Regions from separate parts of the Gossypium hirsutum genome. Here region 2 is linked to region 1. Evidence: chromatin contacts called from public Hi-C data. All regions are on one chromosome and are shown on one strand. The core of a region is the stretch at or near the end of the contact, and the rest is flanking DNA. Distances in the headings are between cores, read along the strand shown. Region 1 holds the start of LOC107913651 (divinyl chlorophyllide a 8-vinyl-reductase, chloroplastic). Region 2 holds the start of LOC107913654 (E3 ubiquitin-protein ligase MIEL1).

Region 1 (3,241 bases), core at 365-2,864:
AATGTTGCACACAATTCAGACAATAGAAACAATTCTTTATATTCCATAACAATGGCAGTTTCCAAGGTAAAATCTTTACAAATACAATGTGGGATTCACTAGTTTTAGATCTTTTTTAAGGTTAGGGAAAGCTGCTTATACCTCAAATCATGTTCTAATACAAAACTGGTTCACTCAATGAAGCAATCAGCTTTCAAAAGATGGATTGTTCACCTAATTCCTGACCAGCCATCCCTTCCCTCAGCACTCTCGCGAAGAACTCTTCCAACGTATCGGTTCCATAGCTCGGTGTTTTCTCGGCACTGTATTCTCCTGTTTCGGGATCCAAAATCAACATACTTTCGGCAGCGTAATATCTTCCGATTTTACCAAACTCAGCGGCATCTTCCATTGAAGGGAAGATCTTAACAAGGAAGTCGAGAATCCCAATGGCAAAGTCCATGATCCCAATAGGCACTTTCAAGAACTTTGGTTCCTTCCCTACAAGCTTAAACAACATCTCCCCTTGCTCCAATGGTGTCCATGCCTTCCCAGGACCGCCTATCGGCAAAATCTGATTAATCTTATCCTCTTTCAAAACACAATCTGCAATGAAGGAAGCCAAATCTTGTTCACTAATTGGCTTACAAGCACATAATTTGCCATCACCAAACATCACATAAGGCTTTCCATCTTTCACTAAGTCAACTTGACCCCCTAAACTCTTAAAGAATGCAGTTGGCCTAACAATACTGTAAGTAAACCCGTCATCTCCTTCGGCTTCTTTCATCAATTCGGCCTCAAATTTCAGCTTAGCTCGCTGGAATTCGAGGAGGGGTTTTTGGACACAAATGGCAGATAGCAACACAAAATGTGAAGCCCCGAAGTTCTTACCAGCAACAAGGCTGTTCTTTGTAGCTTCATAATCAATTTTCCATGAATCCTTAACACCACCAGTACGGCTAGCAAGACAAGAGACAACAACATCAATGGGAAACCCTAAATTTTTCACAGATTTCTCAAAAATGTCTAAATTGGTGACATCAGAGAAACATACATTAGCTCCATTTAAATCACTCAAAGTATCTTCCTTGCTGTTTTTGCCTCTAATCCCACTTCTTTCCCTAGCAATGGCTATAACATTAAACCCTCTATTGATCAACTCTTTCACCACAAATTTCCCAATATAACCGGTAGAACCCACCACCAAAACATTGATGTCTTTTGGGTTCTTGTTTCTAAATGAAGCTGATACAGCTGTTTGAACAGGCTTTGTTGCTAAAGCTTTAACAAGTTTAAACCTTTCTACATTAAAGGGTATTGATTTTGAAGTAAAAGGAGCTGGTTTTACCTGGATTTGATTGATGAACTGAGAACTGAAACGTGTTTTGTGAGTTTGGGACTTTGGTGAGTGAACAGTGAAGGCATTGAAAGATAAACAAAGTGACATTTTTTTTCACCTAAGAAGAGAAATCTGGGGAAACTGGTCTTTGTCACTCGAAATTAAAGAGAGAAAGGGAAAGAAAATGTGGGAACATTTGAGGTGAATGATGAACGAGATTGGGGGTTTTCATGGTCAGTAAAGTTCCTCCAGCCAAAAGAAAAATCTAATGAAGATTGGTGGTGGATAACATTGGTGATAGCCCCAGCTGAAAAAGAATTATATAGAATTGCTCATTTTCTCCATAGATAGTGATAAATATTAATTTCATCCCCTGAACTTTTCAAACTTTCTTTCTTAGTCCCTGGGTCCAATGGGCTGTCTGTGGCCAAGAACTGAAAAGGCCTTTTTATATATGCATATGTAGTGTTATAAATATTAGGCCCAAAAAGACCATTAGCCCAGGGACAAATCTTGTAGTTGAAAGCTGAAACGACGCTGTTTCATTCATATTGTTGATTACAAGAATCAATAATAGGTAAGACTGTCTGATTCTTAACTTCAATATTCACTTGAAGAAGAACACAAATTCCCATACGAAAAATAAAATTATATTATCAATCATTAATTTTTATCTTTCAGTTTTAGCCGATAAAAAAAAAACAAAACCATGAATGAATCTGATTATACATACAGTTCAATCCCAAACGATGTAGCTCTCAAAATTGCTTCTTCCCTTGAGGTAATTTGCTTCCTCTTCATTTCCATCCTTTCTTTTCTTCTTTCTGGGTATCGGTGGAATCTAAACATGGTTTCCGGGTCGTCTGGTTTTTAGGTGACTGATCTTTCCTGCTTGAGTTGTTGTTCTCGGGTCTGGAGGGATTTATGGGGCTCCGATTGTTTATGGGAACCCTTATTTAAACAAAGATGGCCTCTTTTATATGAAGATGTCTTGAAAGACCCCGACTTCAAGGTTTTTTCTTTTTTAAGTTTTATTTATGGTAATTTAGCTTTGGAATTGTTGGTTTTGGCTTAATTGCAATGGGTGTTTCGAGTTCTTTTCCAGTTTATCATTCAAGTTGAAACTATTAGTGTTGAAGTAAATACATGTAATTAAATATGTTAGGCAAATTCAATTGTTTGTATTGATATGAAAATTGTTGAGAAAAAAAATTAAAAATGATGGTAGGGTTGGAGGGGATTTTACATAAAGCAGCACAAGGAGATGAAGGATCAAGCTGATTCGGTTGTTAAATTTGTAGAAAAATGTTTGCAATCCGAATCAATCCAGGTCAATGACTATCTGAAAGCGATTGAATGCCTGAAATTGATGGGGTTCGGGTTTAAAGATGTTCAAATGTTGCTGCTCAAACCAAAGCTGAATGTTTTGCTTAACCTGGTTGGACTTCATTACTGCCTTAACATCCTTAAAGTGCCGGTAACTTTTCATGTTTTATGTATTTTTCATGCATTTTTTTCTTGTATGCTTGTTTTGTTTACATTGTGGAATTAGTGTTCTTAGATGGTCACAAGCGCGGCTGAAAGCTAAACCAGTGTGGCTGCTTTTAGATAATGGTTTCTCTATAGATTTTGAATCTGTATTTCTAGATATGTTAATGCTACACATGTTAGAACTAAAAAAATTATGAATGATACCGAGCAGGCTTCGGATGTCATGGAAGCGCTCAATAGTAGCAACATTAAAAACCGCCAAATTTGTATCAAATGGTGGAAGCTCGGCAGATGGTTCTATGGATTCCGTATGCGGGATGAATTCCATTTCCGATGTCTCTCTCTAGAAGATCTTGCATCGTCGAAAGACGATGAAGACGTCCTGGGGGTGCTTCAACGAGGAGCCATTCATGAGGTTTTACAAGTTCA
Region 2 (3,241 bases), core at 512-3,011, 140 kb before region 1:
TCTCTAGATCCCATCTACTGACATCACCTAAATTATCCTTCACAATTATTTATTTTCTTTTACATATCATATTTTTATAATTAAATAATATTTTCAATTTAAATCTGATTTTATTCCAATTTCGATACTTACAGATCGAATCCTTGAACGGATGAGTCAGTTGGAAAACAAGCAAAACTAATGTCTTGTCATCGCTGCAAGGCACATTTTCATTTATGCTCACTTAACAAAATATTTTTTAGCTAAAATTGTTCCTTAACAAAAATCAATGAAAATATGCATATAAAGATATTTAAACTCACACCGATTGAGTTAGTACAATCTTAAATTTATCACTCAACCAAAACTTTATTTTGTTATTTTAACATGCACATTTTATTACCTTCATCCGTTGTCTCTATCTATACTATTATTTAAGTGATTGGGCACTAACTCAATTAGGGAAATTACGGAAAGCTTGTTAAGAAAATTACAAAAATATTTTTTCATAATTAAAATATGTTATATTATTCTATGGTACTTTAATGTTTTTATTTTTAATAAAGAAAATGCATATGATCGGCATTTGAACCCACGCTAATTAGATTGATAAAATATTAAATTTATTACTTAAACAAAGCTTTATTTTGATCTATTTTATACATTTTTATTTTAATATACACAATTCATTATCTCTATCATTTATCTATACTATATTAATAAAATCTCGTATTGGGTTGGTCTTATGAGGCAACCGAGCACCAACACTGTTAGAGAAATTACAAAAATATCATTTTATATTAAAATAAGTTATATTATCTAAAGGCATTTTAGTTTTTTTTATTTTACTCACAATTTAATCTAATTTTTTTATTTTAATATCGTACATATTTTATATGTTATTATAATTAATTAATTTTAAATCATACGTTTCATTATTTATTAGATATTATTTTTAAACATACAACTATATTCTAAATCATCATTAGTTTCTACGTGCATACGAATATAATAAAATTTGTAATAATAATTATTATTGTGTTTTGTGACCATCAACATGAACTCTACCGCTCATAAATAATGTGTTAAAATAAACAAAATTTGAATTAAACTAATTTTACTTTAGGGTTTATTCTATTTAATTATTATTATGCCTAAATTTAAATACATTTAAAAGTTCATTAGTCGAGCGACGTAATTTTTAATGTAAATCCAAAACTCAAAAGTTTTTTGTCACTTAAAAAGGAAATTATATTTATCAATTTTTTTTAATTTTTCATTAATTTATCACTAAAAGATTCCTTTTTTTAACTTAATAAACTAAAATATGAGATTAATGATAGTAATAATATTATATAAATAAGAAAAGTTAAATCGCAAATTAAATTGAAAATGTAATCAATGTATTTTAATTTAGTAGAATTTAAATTTTTTATTCTAGTCTCTATGTTTCTATTCATACCTCTCAATGATATCATCTCTAACCTTTGAATCTAGATTTTTTTTTCTGAAAAATACTCAACCTGTTATTCATGTTTTTCTTTGGATAATGCAATAAGGAAAACCATAATTCAGGTTTTAAGTTTAATCAATTGATATGAAGGAAGAACAATTTTTGGATTCAGCTTCAAGTTGAATGGAAACAAAAAGCGCTTGCACATGTTTGTTAAAATGCCCCCCAAAAGAAAAATTACGGACTGAAACACGATTCGCTGACACTGCGGCGACTGGTCCCTTTCTCTTAAAGTCATCACTGGCAGGCACTCCCCCCACCTTATCCTTTCTCTGTCTCTCTCTCCCAACAGAATCTCATTATTTCTATTATTCAATAATTACTATTGCCTTTTAATGTAAGATAGCTATTGTTATATTAAATATATATATTTTTATATATTTATATAAACGAGTGCCCCTTTGAAGGCGGGGGTTGGCATTCTTTTCTCTTCATTTAAGAATCCACGACAATCCAAGAAAATTTAGATCCCATCTTCCAATTCAGGAAACCCCCTCTTCTTTCTGGGTTTCCTCTGGATAATCCGAGAAGAAAAGAACAAAATTTGTCTTCCAATTCTCCTGGAGATGGAGGCCTCTTCAGCCAATGAACGCCTTCATTTTGGGAAGATGGGATATGGGTATCTCTTCTTTCTTCTTATCCCTTTTTTGTTTTTTTTTTTTGGGTCTTTTCCATCAATGATTCATTGGGTTTGTTTGTTTTTGCTTTTTATAGATGCCAACATTATAGGAGGAGATGTAAGATTCGAGCTCCCTGTTGCAACGAGGTTTTTTGGTGTCGCCATTGCCACAATGAGGCTTCGGTATTCGTTTTCGTCATTTTTTCTGCATCCCCCCCCTTTTTTTTTCTATGTTTTAAGCTGAAAGTTCCCTCGTTTCTGACTGTTTATGCAATTTCTTGTTCTGCGTATTCATTGTATTTGGATTCACTTATTGGTTCTTCAGAGCATGTTAAAGAACCCCATGGACAGGCACGAGATTGTTCGCCAAGACGTTAAACAAGTACGAAATTGAAAATCGCTGTGTTTTTCTTTTCTTTCAATTTATTGTCTTTCTCTTTTCAAGTTAATCATGTTAATGATATGTGCTTTTCGTGCCAATTTGTTTCTGTGTAGGTTATTTGTTCGGTTTGTGACACAGAGCAGCCGGTTTGTGTTTCAGATTTGTATCTTTTAAGACACAAATGGACCCTTTTCTTTGGTTTATGTTTTCACTTTTGGTGTTGGTTTTTTATGTTGCGTAGGTCGCTCTACTTTGTTCAAATTGTGGTGTCAACATGGGAGAATATTTCTGTGCAATTTGCATGTTCTTTGATGATGATGTAAGTACTTAAGATATAAGGAATGGATAGGCGTTTGATCCTTGTGTGTTTTACTATATAATGTTTATTTCTTTCCATTAATGTTTACTGTTCGGTTACATCTGATGCAGACCGAGAAGGAGCACTTTCATTGCCATGATTGTGGGATCTGCAGGTTATTTACCAAGTTTTAAGCATATATGGCTATTATTTTCATCTTGATTGCTTGAATTCAAGCTATGAGACTTAATCGAATGATTTTTGATACAGAGTCGGAGGTCGTGATAACTTTTTTCATTGCAAAAAGTGCGGTATGTACTTAACACCTTTATATCCCATTTCTTACCTTATCATGCTTGGTTCTAAGTTCTTAGATTCAATCCCATTCTTTTACTTTGTAATGGTATTTGTGGCTGATTTTTTATTTCATATTCAGTCGTATTCAATAAT

The links. A called contact is a pair of places that touch in the nucleus more often than the background predicts.
Region 2: a contact with region 1 is called in a Hi-C map of leaf, with 3 times the contacts expected there. The contact joins the promoter of LOC107913654 here to the promoter of LOC107913651 in region 1. A contact is called at or near these places in 2 of 34 Hi-C or Micro-C datasets (both in leaf).

What each region holds. Positions count from the first base shown.
Region 1 is chrD10:48,465,699-48,468,939 of Gossypium_hirsutum_v2.1, reverse strand. It overlaps LOC107913651 (divinyl chlorophyllide a 8-vinyl-reductase, chloroplastic), which reads right to left and starts at 1,614. Exons shown (of 1, transcript XM_016842302.2): 1 at 15-1,614. The coding sequence starts at 1,429. The coding sequence ends at 194. It overlaps LOC107913648, which reads left to right and starts at 1,875. Exons shown (of 4, transcript XM_016842298.2): 1 at 1,875-2,102; 2 at 2,196-2,333; 3 at 2,550-2,798; 4 at 3,024-3,241. The coding sequence starts at 2,031.
Region 2 is chrD10:48,601,734-48,604,974 of Gossypium_hirsutum_v2.1, reverse strand. It overlaps LOC107913654 (E3 ubiquitin-protein ligase MIEL1), which reads left to right and starts at 1,761. Exons shown (of 12, transcript XM_016842305.2): 1 at 1,761-2,111; 2 at 2,207-2,294; 3 at 2,437-2,493; 4 at 2,607-2,639; 5 at 2,735-2,812; 6 at 2,923-2,966; 7 at 3,062-3,102. The coding sequence starts at 2,059.